Regions from separate parts of the Ovis aries genome. Here region 1 is linked to region 2. Evidence: chromatin contacts called from public Hi-C data. All regions are on one chromosome and are shown on one strand. The core of a region is the stretch at or near the end of the contact, and the rest is flanking DNA. Distances in the headings are between cores, read along the strand shown.

Evidence for each region. Hi-C and Micro-C count contacts between places; a contact is called where the count stands out from the background.
Region 1: a contact with region 2 is called in a Hi-C map of tail adipose tissue, with 5 times the contacts expected there. The contact joins two enhancer-like sites. A contact is called at or near these places in 2 of 16 Hi-C or Micro-C datasets (both in tail adipose tissue).

The regions. Positions count from the first base shown.
Region 1 is chr2:120,283,121-120,286,712 of ARS-UI_Ramb_v3.0, forward strand. It overlaps COL5A2 (collagen type V alpha 2 chain), which reads left to right. Exons shown (of 54, transcript XM_004004513.5): 7 at 2,682-2,792. Among named protein-coding and RNA genes, the nearest start is that of COL5A2, 88 kb to the left of the region's middle. Within about 2 kb of position 2,026, at least 6 of the 54 cell types and tissues checked have an H3K27ac peak or open chromatin away from gene starts, as enhancers often do. A contact at or near this core is called in tail adipose tissue, where this site is marked.
Region 2 is chr2:120,086,587-120,090,000 of ARS-UI_Ramb_v3.0, forward strand. No RefSeq gene overlaps it. Among named protein-coding and RNA genes, the nearest start is that of COL5A2, 110 kb to the right of the region's middle. Within about 2 kb of position 1,550, at least 6 of the 54 cell types and tissues checked have an H3K27ac peak or open chromatin away from gene starts, as enhancers often do. A contact at or near this core is called in tail adipose tissue, where this site is marked.

The DNA.
Region 1 (3,592 bases), core at 776-3,275, 200 kb after region 2:
TACCATCAAAGGTTACAGAAAGCTCATAAAATAGAGCAGTTCCTCACTCTTAACACCACTGATGTTTGGGGACAGATAATTCCTTATGTTTTGTAGGATAATTTGGCAGCATTCTTGGTGTCGACCCACTAGATGCCAGTAGGAACACCTGCCCCCACCCCCTCCCCACCTCCGCCCGCCATACAATTGTAACATAAAAATATCTCTTGGTGCTGCCAAATGTTCCCTGGCAGTGGGGAGGGGAGCAAATTGCTCAAGACTGAGAACTACTGATGCAGAGATCCTCTCATGAAGCCCTCATTACTAGCCAGGGATCATCATGATTCTCGCTCACACATACCCTTAGTTTTAAGCGTACTGTCCTGGTAACTTCATACTGACGAACTAGCAACGTGTCAGGAGATGGACGGCAACCAATGGTGTACTGAATTCTAATCGCGCCTGTCACTTAACCTCTATAGGTCTCTTTCCTCATCTGCAAAATGGAGAATATACCAGTTATTACTAACTCTCATATTTCATAATGTGGGTGTGTGTTATATTACTATCAGTGAGAAAAGTTCTTTCTGATTTGGGGGCATTATTATTCCTATTTGTGAATGTTTAAACGTTGCCACCTAGTGACAATCTACAAGTACTTTTTATGGTGGATTGTCTCCTGAGACAGTGAAGTATCCTGTGGGTGGGGAAAGAATGATTATAGAGAGAATGCTTGCCTTCATACAAAACTTTTGTGATTCGTCACACCTGGAAATATGAAAATATGTATTTTGATATGTTTTGCGGTTATAGTTTTTGGTTTAAATATTTATCAGTAAAATATCATGTATTATAGGCTTTTTTCCTTATTTTCACTTACAGTCTTGCTTATTATGTTCACTTAGTTTTGGATGATTTTCACAGGTTGTTATTCATTTTAACCTCAATTTGTATAAAAGTAGATCATGTCGGCTATTTAGAGGAGATACCATGGAGACATAGAATGCATCATGAAGTCAGTGAAAAAGTGGGCTATCTTCAGAGCAGACTTTGAAACAGGATTTTTAATCACAGAGGGCTGGGGAAAAGACCAAATTTTTGAGGATTAATATTACCCAAACCTCTCTCTACTCCCAGTGACACTAAAGGTAGTTTTTGGTTTTGCTTTGGAAATCTCTTTGGGAGCAGAGAGAATGTTTTAGCTCAGTTTTTTGTATTAACAATACCTGATTATTAATTAGGAATTTCACATTTTAAAAACACATTAAGTTTTCCACACATAGTGGTCTGAGTAGGTCAGACTGCTATGTTTTATATGCCACCATTGACAGCATACATTTCCAGACCATGGTGTCACATTTGTATGATCTAGAAGCCTTAGGCAGCAATGGAAGATTAGCCTCTATTATGTAATACAATGATAAAAGAGTAGAGTGAGTAGTCAGTTTCTGAGAAATCAGTTTTCAAAATGTGTTTTTTTCAGGCTGTTATCTACTTCTGTTTGAATAGATACATTTCCTTAATTATGCCACTACGCCAAGAAGTAAACATGTCAAACAGAGTGTTTGAATATATAAGAATATATATTAATTAAATTTCGGAATAGCTCTTATGCCACCCTCCCCCCAAACCATCATCTGCAAGCCACCTCTCCTCCCCACTCTGCTTGCCCTTTGCTTCCTCCCGCCACTGTATCAGCTCGTGTTTGCTTATTGTGTGCTGAGAGACAGTCTCAGGTGTAGGCATGGTAAACTTCTTTTACTGTTTAACTCATCATATCTATATCTCTATCTACTTTTAATCCCTGCTTCTAACTAGTAAAATCATATTGCATTTTGAGTTCTTTGATCCTTGCTTTCCTTTCTTTGGTCCTATTATGAATTTCCAGGGTTAAAAAGCTAGAAATACTTAACAAGACTTGTGGGAATGATGAGGTTAGGAGATGGAGTATTTCCAGAACTGGGGACGTGGCTGTTCCCCAAGCTGCCTTCAGAATGTGGGTTAGGAGGAGGGTGGAATTTGGCAGCTGTAACTCATTGCTCACTTCCTTGAGAACTAGACTTGGCTGCATCCCCATGCCTTTCCCCCTGCTTCTCATGGGTCTGGTCTACCTTTGGGAGTAGTAGGGAAAATAAAGTGTATCAGACTTCAATACTAGAGAAAGAAACTGAAATGCGAAAATGTAGTAATCATATACTGAGTGTCTACTATGAGCCAGGAACTATGTAAAACATTAAAAAATTAGATGAGGAAAACCACAAACACTGTTCAAAGATCCATCATGTTCTTTTCTTAAGTGGGGGAAAGTTAAGCAGGAACATACAGTTAATTTAAAACAAGTGAATTTAGAAATCATTGACTAAATACCCTTGAACAGCAAAACTCAAGTAAGGAAACTTATTCTAGAATATTGACAAACTGAATACACTCATAATTATTCCAAAAAATCTGATTACTGGGAATTTAACACATCACGAGTAAAATTCTTACGCAGAATGTGTCCTCTCCTGACGGCAGAGGCTGTGACCAGTGCTGAAATCTGCAGGTTTGGTGTAGCTGATAAAATTACTGTGGGTTGCTGGATTGCTCTTTTTTAAAAAAATAATACACACTTCATCTCCATCAAGAAGCTTGTGGCTTTTGTTTTCTCCTAGGTACATATTTAGCAGTGGGTTCTAATTTCTTCTGGCTTATTTCTCCAGGGGCCTCGTGGTCCTCAGGGAATTGATGGAGAACCCGGTGTTCCTGGTCAGCCAGGTGCCCCAGGACCTCCTGGGCATCCATCTCACCCAGGACCGGATGGCATGAGCAGGGTGAGTGGTGTGCATTGCTTAATATCTTCTGTAGATAATATATTAAGTTTATGGTATATTTTTAGGATCTTAAATTGTGTTAGTTCACGTATTGGTCCTTAGCTGTAAGAGCAGCTAAATGAACACAATAACAACAAAACTAAGAAATCCACAGGGAATTGTTGGAAAATTCAAAGTATCACTTTTTAAAGATGCTGCTTCAAATGGTTTGTATTTCTTAATGTCAGTTCTGGGCATTGGGATTTTGTTCTCTGTTGATTCTAAAGGACCACTAATATTGTTCCCACTGTGAACTGGAAAGAGAAATACGTCGTTCTCCTTTATTGTTCTCTTGGCTCAGAATGTTGAAAGAACCTGTGACATGTCCTCCCGCCAAGGAAGGATGGCACATCCGGGATGATGCTTGCAAAAGGGCCACTGAGTTGACATAAAAAATGCATTCTGATTGTGTCTCTGAGTGTTAATTTCCTACCAGAAGTAAAATAAAATGTCTTTCTATGCCTGCCTGTTTGAATTCTTAGTGGCAGATTTTTGAATAGATTTATGAGCAAATTGCATAGTACAACAAGGGAAAGTATGGAACCCTGAAATGTGATTTTTGTTTTACAACAATTTTTACATTTGCTTTTCAACTCATTGTAGAAGGAACTGACAATTTATTTTTAAAATTACGCACCTTCTTTTCCCATTAAAATCTGGAAATTGATAGAACTCCTGGAATGAAAATGGACAGTTTTAGTCAATTGGGTTACCAGAGATTTTTAGATGTGAAGGAGAGAAGGTAAAACTGTTACTGATTT
Region 2 (3,414 bases), core at 300-2,799:
TAATTTTGTATCTCTGAAATGTTTGAGAAATTATTAGACATTTAAAATTCAGACATGTGAAACCCAAGTCAGAGGATTTCTGGTTTAACTTGGAAAGCATAAGTAAACTATATATCTAAATAAAGGAAAGTGATGGAAAGCAGTAGGCATTTTACATTTTTTTAGAGACTGGTAGAATATGACATTTTGAGATGTATTGAGAAGAGTAATCATAGTGATTTCCCTTTCCAACAGGTTTTGCATGCATATGGCTTTGAATCTTATAATAGTTAGAAAGATTTGTTAGTAAGAACCCATTGTGATGCCACTTATTTTAGTATCTAATCATAAATCTCTTTGTTCCATGTGTGAGAGTTTTGTCTTATCATCGTGATGAGTAGCTCTTGAATACAGGGATGGGACATCTTTTAGAGGACTAGGGCCCTGGTTGGAGCCCATTCATTACTTCTTATTAAGCTGAATGAAAGAATTGTCTGAAAGTGGGGTTTTCCACACATATCATTACATCTCCCTTGCACTCTCCTTATCCTTCCCCAAGTTGTCTGTCCTGTGATCAGTGTGCGTGTGCCGCATCTATGCCAAATCTCAGCAGTCAGTAACAAAACTGGAAAAACAAGAGACATTATTTATTCGGTGGTTCTTTAGCTTTTTGTGGAAAATTTTTTTGAAACCCTAACTATCATTTATTATGTGCTAAGTACTTTGCAGATGTTATTTGCTTAAATTTACAATAACTCTGCAGTCATATACTCTACCTATGAGCTATACTCTTTCACAATAACTCTATGAATTAGGTACTATTTTTTTTTCTCATTTTATAGAAGACATGGAAACTTTAAACTGATAAGTGATAGAACCAGCACTGTACTGTATTCCTAGTGTCTGCTGGCCATAGCCTCTCAGGGGTGCAATTAACACTCCGTCATATTAGGAAGATTGTCTCCAAAGCACCAATCATCTTTTCCCCAGGAAGCATGTAATGGATATTAAGATATTAGCTCTAAATTAATATCCACAATGTAAATATTTATTTTTCAATTCATTCTTCATTTTGCTCCTATAGTTTGAAAAATAACAGATGATAATTTCTTCCTAAAAATGTGAATCTAAAATTAATCAATATCTTAGGATATTTTTCTCCTTAGAAAGATATTCAAAGATTTAGAATCTTAGACAAAACCAATTCTGTTGTATTTATGAAACCAGAAGTAGGCTAAAAATGATTTTAGAAGGTACATTTGTTAATTTAGAACATTTTTTTCAAGGATTTGGTTCACTTTTGAAATAGTGCCATAAAACCTCTTAAAATCGTTTAAGACTGGAAATCTCATCCATGTTGTGGAGTGTCTTCAAGTTGTGCCAGAATCTCACCACTCTCAAGATATGCCTTTTCTGTCTGAAGTGCAGTGTGGCCACCTCCTGTTTTCCCCTCCAAGTGCCTCCCATGGAATTTCTTGAAAAATAAAGCAACGTTTCAACCCACACTTTAATGAGTGGACTGGAATCCCTATTCCTTTAGATATCTCAGTAGTGACTCATAGAATTGTCTAGCCCTCGCTTTCCTAACATTTTCCATTCACTGTAAGTTATTTCTTCATCTTCTTTGGCTGCTCAAAAGTGCTTTTCATGTCTGCCAGCTGAAGAACTAGAAATAAATGAGACCTATAGTTTCAGATTTGAATGTGCTATTTGAGCTTTTCTAACACAGCCCTAGTAATCTGGTGTTTGGCAGAAGTACCATCTGAAAATGGACAGTTAGGATGCAATTAAGAGCTGCTTGACTATAATTTACTAAATGCAAAGCCAAACTGTGCAATCTGACCTGCCTGTGCCATTTAATGCTCTCTTCCATCTTCAAGTCATTTGTTTCATCACATGTGAGCTTCTGTGGAGTCACCCTTAGGCCATTGAAAGAAGCCAGGCGCTGAATTTCAAATTGTCTAATTAAATAAATGGCTGCCCGGTGAAATAAAGTAGTGTTAGAAACATATACCAAAAGGGATGTTAGGATACAGACACAAAATGAGTTCCTTTGGAAAACCTGAAGAATAGGCAACATTCTAATTAACTGATAGGTTGAACCAGAAATGTCCATACCTCAGCCAGTCACTCACTTGCTTCATGGAAAAATTCTCTCAGTTCAGTTCAGTCACTCAGTCGTGTTCAACTCTTTGTGACCCCATGGACGGCAGCACGCCAGGCTTCTCTGTCCATCACCAACTCCCAGAGCTTGCTCCAACTCATGTCCATCGAGTCAGTGATGCCATCCTATCATCTCATCCTCTGTAGTCTAGTTATAGTTTAAAAAGCTAAAAATAAGGTTAAGTATTATTAGTAGTGAGAGAAATTAATCTCTAAAGGACATTATATTTTATCAAAGGAATTTTCCCAGGATACACATCTTGAAAAATCATTTCACTTTTACTTCAAAGGACCACTTTGCCAATTAGTCTGAAACTATGTCTTTGACATCGTGCCTGGTTGGACTTGATGTTGCTGGTGGAAAGATGTCAAGTTAGGTGACCTAGCATCATTGTAGTCCTGCCTTGGTAGTGTAATACGTGACCTTCTGGAAATCAGTTATTTCATGTCAATTATAGTTTTTCTTTGTATAAAATGAAAATAGTAGTTCTTGTTTTGCATATCCTATAGAATTTTTGTGAGCACCAGATGAAATGATACTAATGAGAAACTGCATTACCAATGTAGGTTAGAAGTTGAGGGGCCCTTTCAAATTGTCTTAACTTTGTCTAGAGGTGCAAGACCTGAAATTACAAGCAGTGTTTTGATGTTGATGAGTTCAGGACTTTATATGTAGAGGTGTGATTTTTTCAGGCCTTTGGAGAAGTTTTAACGTATGATGTGGCATTCAGGGGACAGTACCAATGTTTGTCACGGTGGCCCATCTCAGAAAACAGATGCCTACATTCAAGGCCAGCGGCCAGCAGAGAGGTTCACCCGGTCTTGCTCCATCTTTAATTTTTCTTTTTTGAAAGATATAGCATCAAGAGAATGCTTTCCCAGTCTTTCTCATACACTCACTCATACATTCATGAATGCTTGCACAATAGTACACTGGAGGCTAACTCAGAGGTGTCCTTACGTATATCACACAGGAAGGGTTTCATAAGATAAACAAGCAGGTGAAATCAACCAGAACAACTCCATCTTAAACAAGAAAACATCAGCAAAATGTTTGTTATCCAAGCATGCCTTATATTTTGGTCAGTCCTTGGGTTTTCCAAGGACTCTGTCTATATAGCTGTGGCATTTCAAGGACTATCCATATATAGTTGAGGAACACTCAACTATTGAAAATGGAATCAAAAAACTTTGGTATTCCAATGCAAGCTATTACGTTTAGAATGCATAAACAACATGGTCCTGCCATGCAGCACAGAGACCTATATCCAG